Linked DNA regions of Sus scrofa: all the other regions are linked to region 2. Evidence: chromatin contacts called from public HiChIP or PLAC-seq and promoter capture Hi-C data. All regions are on one chromosome and are shown on one strand. Each heading gives the region's core, a stretch centred on a gene start, on an enhancer-like site or on the middle of the called end of the contact. The rest is flanking DNA. Distances are from core to core; before and after follow the strand shown.

What was found. Promoter capture Hi-C pulls out the DNA fragments that hold promoters and counts their contacts. HiChIP or PLAC-seq counts read pairs in DNA pulled down with a chosen protein or histone mark.
Region 1: a contact with region 2 is called in an H3K27ac HiChIP or PLAC-seq map of alveolar macrophages. The contact joins two enhancer-like sites. A contact is called at or near these places in 6 of 47 Hi-C or Micro-C datasets (adipocytes, blood, embryonic fibroblasts and 2 more) and 2 of 2 datasets of contacts at active chromatin or transcription factors (alveolar macrophages and skeletal muscle).
Region 3: a contact with region 2 is called in a promoter capture Hi-C map of fetal liver, with 5 times the contacts expected there. The contact joins the promoter of RFTN1 here to the enhancer-like site in region 2. A contact is called at or near these places in 4 of 5 promoter capture datasets (fetal liver, fetal skeletal muscle and liver), 8 of 47 Hi-C or Micro-C datasets (brain, embryonic fibroblasts, epiblast stem cells and 5 more) and 2 of 2 datasets of contacts at active chromatin or transcription factors (alveolar macrophages and skeletal muscle).

The regions. Positions count from the first base shown.
Region 1 is chr13:3,701,334-3,705,191 of Sscrofa11.1, forward strand. No RefSeq gene overlaps it. Among named protein-coding and RNA genes, the nearest start is that of RFTN1, 28 kb to the left of the region's middle. Within about 2 kb of position 1,653, at least 1 of the 83 cell types and tissues checked has an H3K27ac peak or open chromatin away from gene starts, as enhancers often do. A contact at or near this core is called in alveolar macrophages, where this site is marked.
Region 2 is chr13:3,416,200-3,420,250 of Sscrofa11.1, forward strand. OXNAD1 (oxidoreductase NAD-binding domain-containing protein 1) reads left to right here. Exons shown (of 8, transcript XM_001925300.5): 4 at 1,242-1,348. Among named protein-coding and RNA genes, the nearest start is that of OXNAD1, 22 kb to the left of the region's middle. Within about 2 kb of position 1,927, at least 21 of the 83 cell types and tissues checked have an H3K27ac peak or open chromatin away from gene starts, as enhancers often do. A contact at or near this core is called in alveolar macrophages, fetal liver and retroperitoneal adipose tissue, where this site is marked.
Region 3 is chr13:3,673,656-3,677,951 of Sscrofa11.1, forward strand. It overlaps RFTN1 (raftlin), which reads right to left and starts at 1,417. Exons shown (of 10, transcript XM_021071357.1): 1 at 1,106-1,417.

The DNA of each region.
Region 1 (3,858 bases), core at 403-2,902, 280 kb after region 2:
AAAAAGTTTTTTGCATTAAAAAAAAACTTTGTTGTACCAGAATTACATAAATTAGAAAAGAGTAAGAGCTCCAAAAAGTAAGGGTTTGATCAGCTTTTTGTTCATGTATAAAAGCAAATTGGACTGTTTTGCAAGAATATTTTATAGGAAACCTATAAAGGAAGGAAGGAAAGATTTATGACTGGTGTTTGTCTGGTATATCCTAAGTGCCAGGAAGATCCTTTGCTGGATAGCTTACCAACATTTAACTCATTTCATCTTCCAAGCAACCTCAATATCCATTCTCCCCAGCTTTCTTAGTAATGGAACTCTAGCTTCTTAGCTGGACAAGTGACTTCACAGAAGGAAAACTCGGCTTCCTTTGCAGCTAGGTTTGGCATTTGCTGAGTTCTGATCCAGAGATGTAAACAGAAGAGGCATGTGCACTTCCAGGAAGAGAGCGACCATAAAGAAAGGTGCCCTCTCCTCTGCCCCTTCTTCCTTCCTGATGAATGGAAGCAGATGTAATGGCTGGAGCTCGAATAGCTATTAGGACTTTGAGGTGAAAGAAATGCAGTGAGAATGGCAGAACAAATACACAAAGCCTGGATATTTGATGACAATCGCGCCACCAAATGACTTCTGGATGGTACATCTCCAGAGTTTGTTTATATGAGAGGAAAATACACTTTCCTTGTTTAAGCTACGATTAGTCATTCTAGATGAATCTAATCCTGATAGAGGAGTTATTGTCATCCCCATTTTACAGAAGAGACTGAGACTCAAGTTTACACAACTGGGGTACGTACATTCTGGTTCCTTGAGAACAGATGCCTCACTCTTGAGGTTGACTGATTCCCTGGCTCCCAAAGCTGATACCATGGAGGTGCTGAAAATATCCTCTTTGGGTTTCACTCATTGGAGCCAGGCCATGTGCCCACAAATATGAGCTGCAGGCCACACTTTCCTTAAAGGTTAGTCCTGAAGAGGCTTCCACTCACTGTGGGAGTGAGGCCAGGTCTTCAAGAGCAACAGACCTGGGTATGAGACTCTGAAAAATTTATTTAACATCTCAAACCTCAGATTCTTCTGTGACGGATATGACAGTACAGAGTTGTTAGGAGGACAAAGCGAAGGAATACACTGTGCCTGCCACTGACTAAGTGATCAGTAGAGGCTGGCTCTCATTATTAGTCCCTGGGGCTGACCTGGAGTCGTAGCATAATTATTCCTTTTTCCGTGTCTCCCTTTCATTTTGGGGCTGTCATCTTAAATAATATAATAACCAGCTATGTTACCAGCAAAAGCGAGTTTATTCAGGAATAGCCAGAGGAATTGCAATTCAGGATGTGTGAAATAATGGTGGACCACAGGCAAATCCAGAGAACCAAGATTTGTCTTTAAAGCCATCCTCCAAGTCTTTTATAGAGAAAAAGGGGGAGTTGGCAGGATTGAGATAACAAAAGAGTCCATTGGAGTTGCTGGGGGTCCAAAGCATGGAGGCATCTCATTGGTTGGGGGGGAACAGTCTCTGATTGGCTGGGCTACCCTAGGGCAGAGGGTAGATTTATCTTGCTGGATAGTAAGTAGAGGCATCTTCCTGATGGAAGTCCTAGCAGTACATTCCTTCCTGTTTGGAGTGATGAATGATGTGCAATGGGGCATGAGAGCTCCCCCTACAGGTCTGTCCCGACTTCAACTTTAGCTGAGGTTTATCCCCAACAAGCAACACTTTTCTCCCCACAGGGGTTACGGGGAGGGGCCCGTAACCCCTGCAAAAGCTAATCCCTCATACAATCAACTGCATCTTAGACTCAACCAGAACCCAAACATGCAGGGTTTGGTTGCCAAACCCCAGCTGTGGGCTCAAGTTTTCAAGCACAAGGCAGTTTTAGTAAGAAATTAATGTTCCCAAAATCATGACTTGTACTTGCTATGTTTCCACTGTTTGTTCTCATATAGTTGCTCAAGGAACCCCCCCCCCACTCACACAAAACATAAGGCAGCAATATTTGTCTTTAAAGCCATCCTCTAAGTCCAACACCCTCTCAGAGGTGCCTATAGAACCCATATCCCTACAGGTCTGCCTAGCAGGGTAACACAAGCGCTGCTTCTCTGTGATCCCTGCTGTCTGATGAATGAGTCCTTCTGATGTAATAACAGACACTGCATTGATTATCATGCAGCTTCCCCACCTGTAGGCCATGTGGCTTTGGGAGGTGGGGTGTACAGAATGTGTACAGGAAATCCTCAAATCCATCTGCATCCTTCACGGTCCATGAACTCAGTCTTTTACGTGTCTCCCACACGGTTAGACCCCTATTATTCAGATGTATATATGTGCTGTTGTGAGGAATAATATTTCATTTAAAGGCACGATACTAATATTAGATAATCGATAGGCACTAAATGCATACCCCTTATCATGCAAGAGTTAAAGCCCTAGGAGTTCTGTTGTGGCTCAGCAGGTTAAGACCCCAACTAGTATCCATGAGGATGTGGGTTCAATCCCTGGTCTTGCTCAGTGGGTTAAGGGTCTGGCATTGCCACAAGTTGCAGCATAGGTCACAGATGTGGCTTGTATCCTGCAATGCTATGGCTGTGTCTGTGTCTGCTGTGTAGGCAAGCAGCTGCAGCTCCAGTTTGACCTCTAGTCCAGGAAGTTCCATGTGCCACAGGAATGGCCCTAAAAAGGAAAAAAAAAGAGTTAAATGAATCCCTAGCTTAGTGCTACTCAATGAGAACTTGCAGAAATAGTCCCACAGCTAGGGATTCTCACGTGGAGTTTCAGCTGCAGATCGTGGAGACCACCAGACCCTCTGGTCACCCTCAAGTCACATTGGACAGGTATGCTGAGAAACACAAATCCATGGCCTTGAACAGGGGCAGGTGCACTCAGATGGCACAGCATGCACCACCTCCTTCCCTCTTTTCATGTGCATCACACACCCAGTGCACAAAATCATAACCACAGGCAGCAAAGAGAAGCAGCAGAAAGACTGAGGGACTCACATGGGAACAAGTGCAGGCAAGCTCCAAAACAAAAAACAAAAAAACAAAAAAACCCAACTCTGGACAACTTAGGCCAGAAAGTAAGTAAAAGCTTAGAAGAATCAGGCCATTGAAAAGATAGAAGGGCGGATCATGGGAGCAGATAATTTAGGAGGACCCCAAACATCTTCCATCCGTACAGTGCTTTAACAAGATTGGGATTCTTTGGAAAGAGCATAGCATTGGTTAGAAGAGAGTAGACTACTATGGGTGGTAGCCTCCTCCCAAACCCATACCAGGACTGGGGAAGTCATGTCCCTCAAAGAAAACCAGAAACAAAGAGGAAGGATGCTGAGTATGGAGGAAACAGCATGTGTCTTCTCTCTAAGACTCCATCTCTCTATCTTTAAAATGGGAACAACCATAACCACATTATAAAGCACAGACCATAGTGTGGCTTATGGGCAGTGCCTAATATGTAATGGTCTCCAAACCTTTTCTCCAGGTTTGGAGGAAAATAAAGGTGTTGTCTTTGGCTCTGTAGAGAATGTAGCCCTGGCACAGATAGAAGAATTTTCGAGGCCAACCATGCCATTTTTATAGATCTCCTAAACATCAACTGACAGCAAGGAGTGGATCTCTGCAGGTTGAGCTATCACTTCTTGCCAGGGGAATGAAAAATTAATAGAGTTTTGTGTGAGTCTTTTCTTGTAGACAGGCTGGGTCTCTAGAGGAAGCCACACAATGGCCAATTCATCTGAAGTCAGGGCCTAGGAGAGATGTTTGTTTCTGATATTAAAGATCCCAGGATTCTTATGATGTATGCTCACTGCTGCAGCCTGAACAATTTCATTCTAAAATCTTATATTGGGAGTTCCCACAGTGGTG
Region 2 (4,051 bases), core at 677-3,176:
AAGGGCAGTAGGAAGTGGAGGGAAGAGTTCTGCCACCTTTTTTCCCTCATTGTGAAGAAGTCCCAGATTTGAGAGGAAGAGAAACCCAAAGGCGGAAGAAACAAAGAAAGTGGGAAGTAGAGGCATTTGAAATTTGAGGGGTGATGGCACGCAACTGAAGTGTGTTTGACTCAGACCTTTTTTTTTTTTTTTTTTTTTTTTGTCTTTTTGCCATTTCTTGGGCCGCTTCTGCAGCATATGGAGTTCCCAGGCTAGGGCTAATCGGAGCTGTAGCCGCTGGCCTACACCAGAGCCGCAGCAACAGGGGATCGGAGCTGCATCTGCAACCTACACCACAGCTTACGGCAAAGCCAGATCCTTAACCCGCAAGGTCAGGGATCGAACCTGCAATCTCATGGTTCCTAGTCAGATTCGTTAACCACTGAGCCCCTACGGGAACTCCTGACTCAGACCTTTTTTAAACCAGACATAGCATTTAAAATAGTGCTTCTCCAACTATCTATAGCAATGGGCAGTTTTTGTTGTTTTTTCAAGCTTGTGGACTGTTTATATCTTGTAGAATATAATAAAAAGTGAATTAGAAAAAATAAATGGTAGTTCCCTGGTGGCCTAGTGGTTAAGGATCTGGTGTTGTCACTGCTGTGGCTCAGGTCATTGCTGTGGGGTGTATTTTATCCTGGCCCAGGAACTTTGCATGCTACAGGCATGGCCAAAATGAGTGGATGAATGAAAAGAAACAAAGGCACAAGGAGTACAAACCCAGTTTGTGGTCTATCATTAGAGTCAACAGGCATACAAGTTACACTGTGAAATTGCTAAAAAAAAAAAAAAAAAAAGTTAATTTCTGAATTCAGCTTGTCAAAGACTTGTGGCAAAGCTCAGAACATACATCAGCTTTTCTTATTTGCGTGCACAGCATTGACAGAGCAGGTGGGCTCCAGGCAGGGACTTTACAGGTCTCTGGGGCCCTGGTTCTTCCCAGAGGGCCCAGCCCAGGACATGGAAATGTTTTATGCAGAATAAAATTCAGTCAGTGGGCTAGCAAGTCTCCCCTAAATGAAATTTGTTCACCTGGTGGAAGGCAGAATTCTAAAGCAAAGTGTGCTTTACCTTGTTTTGCAATTATCAAAAACCACATCTTTGTAGATTTCAAAAGAAAAAAAAAAACCTTAGTTATAAGAAAGCCACAGTTTGTTCCTGAGTTGTGTGTACCTAACCTCAGCCACCGTCTTTGGCTCTAGGTGGTGTCAGTGGCTAAGGTGTGTGGAGTGGCCCATGAGTCCCCATCTGTGAAGAGGCTCCGCTTGCTTGTTGCTGATAAAGATTTTTCTTTTAAAGCCGGCCAATGGTAAGTAGCTTTTCTGTCTCCTAAGTGTTGTGTGTGTTCTGGGTGCTGCCAGATATAAGAACTTTATTTTTCCTTCTGGAAAGGACTTCTGTGGCCACTGTTTCTCCTGAGGCATAGGGATTCTTAGAGCGTCTCCATTCAGGCTGTGCTTTTTTTTGTCACAGAGAGTCTGATTCCTTTTCTTGTCCCAGAGCTCACCTTGGTTTTGAGCCCATGACCCTCTTAGACATAAGAAGAAAATTGCTGCCTTGAGTTTTCCAGATTGAAACAAAGCAGCTAGTTGTGGCCAAGGACCCTGATGAAGCCCAACAACTCTGGTGATTCAGGAGTGGATAGTGGATAATAGAATGCACTGCAGTAATCTAATCTGAAATACAGAGTAAACACAGCAGGCTGAAACTGGTTCTTCTAACCAGTTCTGTCACAGAGCTGCTTGCCCTCTGGCCCGAATTCCTGCCTCCCTCATACTGTATTTTGTGGAGTTGAAATATTTTGCTGAATTTATTATCAGGGTCCCCCCATCTGGCCCAGCCCACATCACACTCAGGACTCTGAGGACTAGTCAGTATGCTGCCAGGGTGACAGCCCAGCTGTCCCACTGTTCCTGAGAATGGCCTCCCTGAGCTGCAATTCAAGTTGAATTGTAAATAAAGTGACTTGTATTTCCTTAGGAAAGGTGTGTTTGGGTGTCTGTTTCCTTGATTTAAATAAAGCATTCATTTCTAAATGAATTTCTGGCATGTCAGTCTTGGTAGTCTTTCTTAGGAGTCACTTGACTAATTTTGGCAGTCCATCTGGAAATGTGGTTTTGTTAGAAGGAGGATGTGTGATAATAGCAAGTGTGATAATAGCAAGAGTTAGCAGTCTTGTGTTAATAGTTTGCCTTTGAATTTAGAACTAGAAAACAAGATGCTGATTGCAATAATTTGCGTTCATGAAGCAATTTACTGCAATCTTTGCACATGTTCGGTGATACATATTAAGTGCATTTGGGCTGGTTTGGGGGGGTGGGCAACGTTTTTTACCCTTCGAAACTAGTTTAGCTGTTATTACACTGAAAAGTGCAAACTTTAATTGTAATGATCTTTCTTTCCACATTTCCCTTCTGGGAAAGTGTTTGTGTCCTGTGCACACCCTTAGCTCCGTGCCTTCAGTTTAGGATTGTGCCAAGACTCTGACCCCAGTGTCCTGATTAGAAAAACCCTGTGCCTTGGTTATGTTGCTGCTTCCCTGGTGTGCGTGCAATTGTACTAGCACTAGCAAAAACTGTGAAGAAAAATGTCATCATTCCCTAGTGATACACATAGAAATAGGGTCCCGTTGTGATCCTCAAGATAAAATCACTCGGGGTTGGTGTTACATACCCCGTATCAGTGAATAGATTTGGTGACTTCCCTGATGTTGGGGCTGGTTTTAGTACATGCCTGACATGGGGGCGGATCACCTCTGGCTGGTCAGTATTGACCATTTCCCTGCCAGGTGTCCTTAGCACTCACTCCTGGCGCCTGGACTGTCCTCTTTAAAAGATTATTCCCTCACCACTGACTCACTCTACGACTCTGGAAGCTGTGAGCCCTTTGGATGTGTGACTTTGTGGTTACAGAATGGCCCTTTGCTGAGGTGTGGCATTGCTCCTTCAGCGTTGTTGCTGGGATGGCTTATGTGCCAGGCTCTCCTAGATCGTCTGATATACAGTCACCTCCGCTTGGCACTTGGGGGACGAGGCAAGGATTAGGGAAAGAGGGAGTGTGTGATTGTGGCTGATGCAGCTTGTGTGCTTGGGATGGTCAGAGTAGAGTGCTGCGTGGGGTAGGGAGAGGATTGCCACTGGGCTCTTGGGATAGGGGTTGGGCCATGACGATACACTCCTGAGCTCTTTCCCCCGACACTTGCCAAACTCTGGGGCAGGCTGCAGGCCCGCCTCTGAATGGATGAGTGAATGCTCTGAAGCTAGCCTTCAGCGAAGACCAGAGATGGGTCTCTGGGGTTCTTCCTGCTATGTGGTGTTCTTTCTGGGTCTCCAGAGGGTTCTGGTTCCTGTCTTGGGGAACCAGTTCTAAGAACCCACACAGTCCAATCCAGAGAGAAGGGCCAAAGAGAAAACTCCTAGAAACCATTTCTCCCATGTGCCGGGCTAAACCTTTTGGGCCTGTCTGACCAGTCGGTCACCACTTGGCACCTTGCTCCTTGGTGAGTCCTACTCTTGACCATCTTAGAATTCTCCTCCCTGAGGGTGGAAATATCTGGACTCCCCCTTGGGGCTGGAGTGTGCCACTGGCAGTCCTCACTCGGTGTGCGAGAGCCTGGAGTTGCCAGGATCAGCGCTCCTTGGGGGCATTCACTGGAGGCCAGGTCCGTTCCCTCTGGAGGCTGTATCACAGCGTCACACGCCCCATGCTCTGTAGACTGCGTGGCCCACAGGCTGGCTTTTTCTACCTGCTGGCTCTGTGATGTGGGCGGCTTCCTTCTTTCTCTGGGCTTCAGTTTCTATGTCTTTAAAGAGGGAACAGTAATATTTCTCTGTCTTAGGATACGTCAGGGATTTAGCACAATGTCTGATGTTCACTTTATTTGGTTTGGTTCAGTATTTTGTTATAGTTAGACCATCTGTGCAGGTGAGGCCCAAGGGACAGGTTGTAACTCTTACTTAGTTCCTCAGCCAGTTCCCCTGTAGTGAGGCTGTTGCGGGCGAGTACACATCTC
Region 3 (4,296 bases), core at 167-2,666, 260 kb after region 2:
GAAGCCTCGCCTGACTGCGCCCAGCATCTGAAAACAGCTGTACCAATTACAACAAGGGACTGTTGCTGGAAACAGGGCAGCCACTCAAATATAGGGATTGGTGCCAGACTTTTTTTTTTTTTTTTTAATACTTTTTGTTTGTTTTTAAAGCCCCTAACAAACTCGCTGACACCATCCAGCGTCCCTGGGGACCACCCACTAGCACATTGGGCAGCCAAGTGCAAGCAACAGGGAGGCAGCAGCATGCCTGGGTACAGCACCTTGGCCTCCAAGCCGTTCTCATTGCCAAAGACAGCGCCACACCAGGTGAAGGGCATGAGCCCTGACCCAGGAAGGGGGTGTGCATGCCTGATCACGGGGCTTCCTGAAATAAACGCCACCACCACCCCTCCCTGACCCAGGTCCACGCTGGCTTCCCTTAGCCTAGGAAATAGGTGAGGACGAGAGAAGAAACCCTCTCACAGAAGGAGAGATGCCCGTTTTTAGTGCTGGGACCCACACACACCCTGCGCCCCAAGTCTCTGAGCCTCCCGTGGCCCTGGCGCTTCCTCTAAACGCGCGGCACGTCTGCTCCCGCCGGTCCAGCACCCCTGTCCGGGGAACCGGGAACAAACGCACCTCCCAGGGCGCACGCACAACGGCAGCAGGAGCCGTCTCCGCCCCGCCCCGCCCCAGCCCACCCCGGCCTCGCGCCCTCAGCAACCCGGACTCCGCGGCCAGCTCCCGCCTGATCTTTGCCGAGGACCTCGTGCAGCAGTGTCCTAGACCCACCTGTAGCCCCCTCGGCTTCCTTCCTCGGCGCCCCGAGCATGCGGAGCCCACGGCCCTCAACAGACTGCTCTGGGGTGCCTCTCTCCATAGCGCGCCAGGGAGGATTCCGCGCCCCCCCCCACCCAAAAAAAGTTGGCCCAATACCGCCGCGTCCCACGGATCCGGCCCGACCCCATCCAATCCCGGCCAAAGGTGCGGGGAACAGGGGTGGCAGCCCCGACGCCCGAGAAGCATGCCCAGCCCGGGCAACCTCCAAGGAGGCGCCCACCGGCTCCCCCCTCGCCCCGTCCGCCGGGTCCTTCCTCCACCCCGAGTTCGGCAGGCGTCCACCTACCGTTCTGGACCAGGCGAGAAGAAGGCGCGGGCGCGGGCTCCCGAAGACAGCGTGTTCCGTCCCGGGAGGAAAGTTTGTGCCATATAGAGGAGGCGGTGCGGAGAAGGCGTGGGCGCCAGGGGGTGGGAACGTGGCCGGCTGCGAGGCGTGCTCTTGGGTCTGTCCCTCCTGCGATCTGTGCGCCCGTCCCTCCGCGGAGCCCGCGGCCGCCGCGCTCCCGCTCGCTGCGCCCTGAGCCCGGCGCGCTCCGGCTCCAGCCCCGACGCGCCCCCGTCGCCGCCGCGCGTCCGCCGGCTACACTTCCTCTTCCTCTGAACTCATGTGCAAAATATGCTGCGCCGCATCTTCTGGGGAGCCGCGCGGCCCCTAACAGCAGCCGCGGGAGCGACGAGCGGGCCCCGCGCCCCCTCCACTCGCCGCTCCGTCGCCTCCACGCAGCCCGCAACCTGTGCGCTCCCCGCTGCCGGCGACCCTAGTTGCCCCTCCTCGCAGAGGTCAGAGGTTCACCCGCCCACCGTCCCAACCCGTTTTAACCTAGGTTGCGTGCGTCAAGAACGCGCGTGGGGCTGGGAACCCTCAAATTTGGAGCTGGATACTGGAGGGCGACTGCCACCGAAGGTGCTCGTTTGGGGGCTGGGAGGACCACAGAGAAGAGAGGACCGTTCCTCCTCATGCCACAGGTGGGCCCATCCCCAGGCATATGCGTTATTTCTTAAGAGATTGTGCTTAGGGAGTGGGATCATGCCACTGTCCCCCGTGCCACACCCTAGCCCAGTTACTTCAGGTGCCCAGAAGTTTTGAGAAGATCTGGGGAACCGTCTTAGCCTGCAACTTGAGGCTGCCTGAGGAGGCAATTAAATAAATAAAAACGCCAGGCCAGGCCCACGTTAGTGAATCAAAGATGTGAGGCAGTGAGCCCATTATAGAAATCTTTCTTCTTGGAGCTTTTTAGACAAAGTAAAATTACAGTGTAAGGGTTAATAGCGGGAGCCCTAGAGCCAAATCATCTGGTTGGGCCTGCTGGCCTCCATCCATATTTACTTTGTGTGACTTGGGCAAGTGACTTAACTGCTCTGGGCCTGTTTCTTCCTTTCTTAAATAGCACTTTCTCATGGGTTCTATGTGTAAAGTGTTTAGGAAAGCACCCTATAACGTAGCTCTTATCCTTGTTATTATTGTTATTAATATTATTATAAGGAGACTGAAACAAGACAGGGGACATAATCTGATTATCTACATTTTCTGGTTGGGCAAAGAGGGGCCCTTAGGCATTGGAGCCCACAGGATGGAGGCCCCAACGGTGCTTTAATGATGTCATTCTGATACTAATAACACTCCCCAGGGGTAAAGAAGCACTATTTCGTTTTCAGGACTTCCTCTAACCACAGCTTCTGAGATATTTTCTTCCTAGTTTGCCTTCTCTGTAGCCATCCCAATTCTGTGTGCCTTCCCCCTCCTCCACTGCCATTTTGTTTCTGGTTTTTGCCCCTTTCCATTCCCACTTCGCTGCCTGCTGGTATCGCTCACCACCAGCCCCTCTAGTCTCTCTCACTCTCTCCCCTGCTTGGCTTTACCATCTAGGAGAAAACAAGATCAGATGACAGACCAAGTTCAGATTCAGACAATATTATATGTGGATAAGTTGTACAAGTGTCCAGTGGTGCCCAGTGGTGGTTTTGAACACCCACTTAGGAGGCCAAAAGAAGGAATGTTTGTTATTCATATGCCCAAGTTCTTGAGTCATTGCAAGGCAGGGCCCATCTGAACTCTTTCTGATCCTTACATGGGAGAAAGGAAATAACATTTAAAGGTTTTACCCAGAAGTTCAAAAGTAAACACAGAGTATTTAAAAGAAGATAAAGAGAAGCAGGGGAGGGATGCAGCATAACTTGGTGTGTTTGGGGGAGGAGGTTGATTTCTTTTAAGCAATGCAATTTTTGCACATCATTTTTTTTTTTAACACCAGGTCCTTGGGGTTAATAAGTTATTCTGATTGTTTTCATTTTTTTCCACGCAACACTTTCCTGAGTACTAACGGTGTGTAAATGTCATAAATGTCTTTCTTTCCTGCTTGGATCTGCATTTTTTTTTTTTTTTTTTAAGAGTTTTCTAGACCTGCCAACCTTTCCCTCTAGATAATCTGATGCCTCCTACCTGGTACATAGTAGGTGTTTAGTAAACATATGTAGACATATATGGAATGAATGGGTGAATCAATCTTATCCAGATCTTTACTGGCTCTGTGTAACCTACACACTATCTGGAGTATTCTGATTCTCCTTCACCTGGAATAGCCAATGAAGAGACAAGGGTGGGTTCATTTGTGTTTTGTAGAGGTCAACCTTCATTTTTCCACTTGACTGCCATGGACCGGCCAGCCAGGGGATACACCCTGGGCACCTGGACCTCACCTCTAACTGACCTTGCCTACCCAGCATCAACCCCAAAGATGCTGGAACTATATCCTGGTTACCTTGGCAACCTCACAATGTCATCTGTTAGAATGTCCTAGGGCGGCAGCTTTTAATTCTATCACAGCAGTCTCATCGGGGGTCATGTAATAGTGCTGTTTTTCCTCTGTTCACACTTCCTCCCCCCATGATTTAACACTAAGTACTCGGGGAGGGGGCCGAACACGGGGAAAACCAAGCTATTACAGCACGACAGGTCACAGATGGCCCCAGAACTAGGATCCCGAGTGTTCTCAGTCGATAAAACGCAGGCCTCAAGTTAATGGGGAAGCTGGTTCTCCTCACACCCCCCGCAGAAAGGAGAGGAGTTAAGCCAGCCTAGGCAGCCAGCTGTGGCCAGACTATAATTCCTGTAAAAGCTCGGTTAAAGGAGCCCCCCCCGCTGGAGCAATTCTCTCTCTTGGCCTCAGCAGCATCACCCCACTCTGGAGATGATTAAGGCCATGGGCACCAGCAGCCCAGGGCAATTGTGCATCCCAGCTATGCTGAGGCTTGGAGGGGAGAATCCTGGCTAACCGTCTGTTCTGCCCACGTCCTTCCCACCCCTCCTCACCCCACCCCTTGATTTCACCCCACTCAGCCCCTCTCTCCCAGCTTTAGCTCAAAATAACTCAGTCTCTGTTATTCTGTAGGGAGCAGTAACAACTTAGGCAGAAAACAGACCCATCAAAAGCTGCAGAACCTGAAGAGCTACTGACCTAATTGTTTATTTGCAGGATC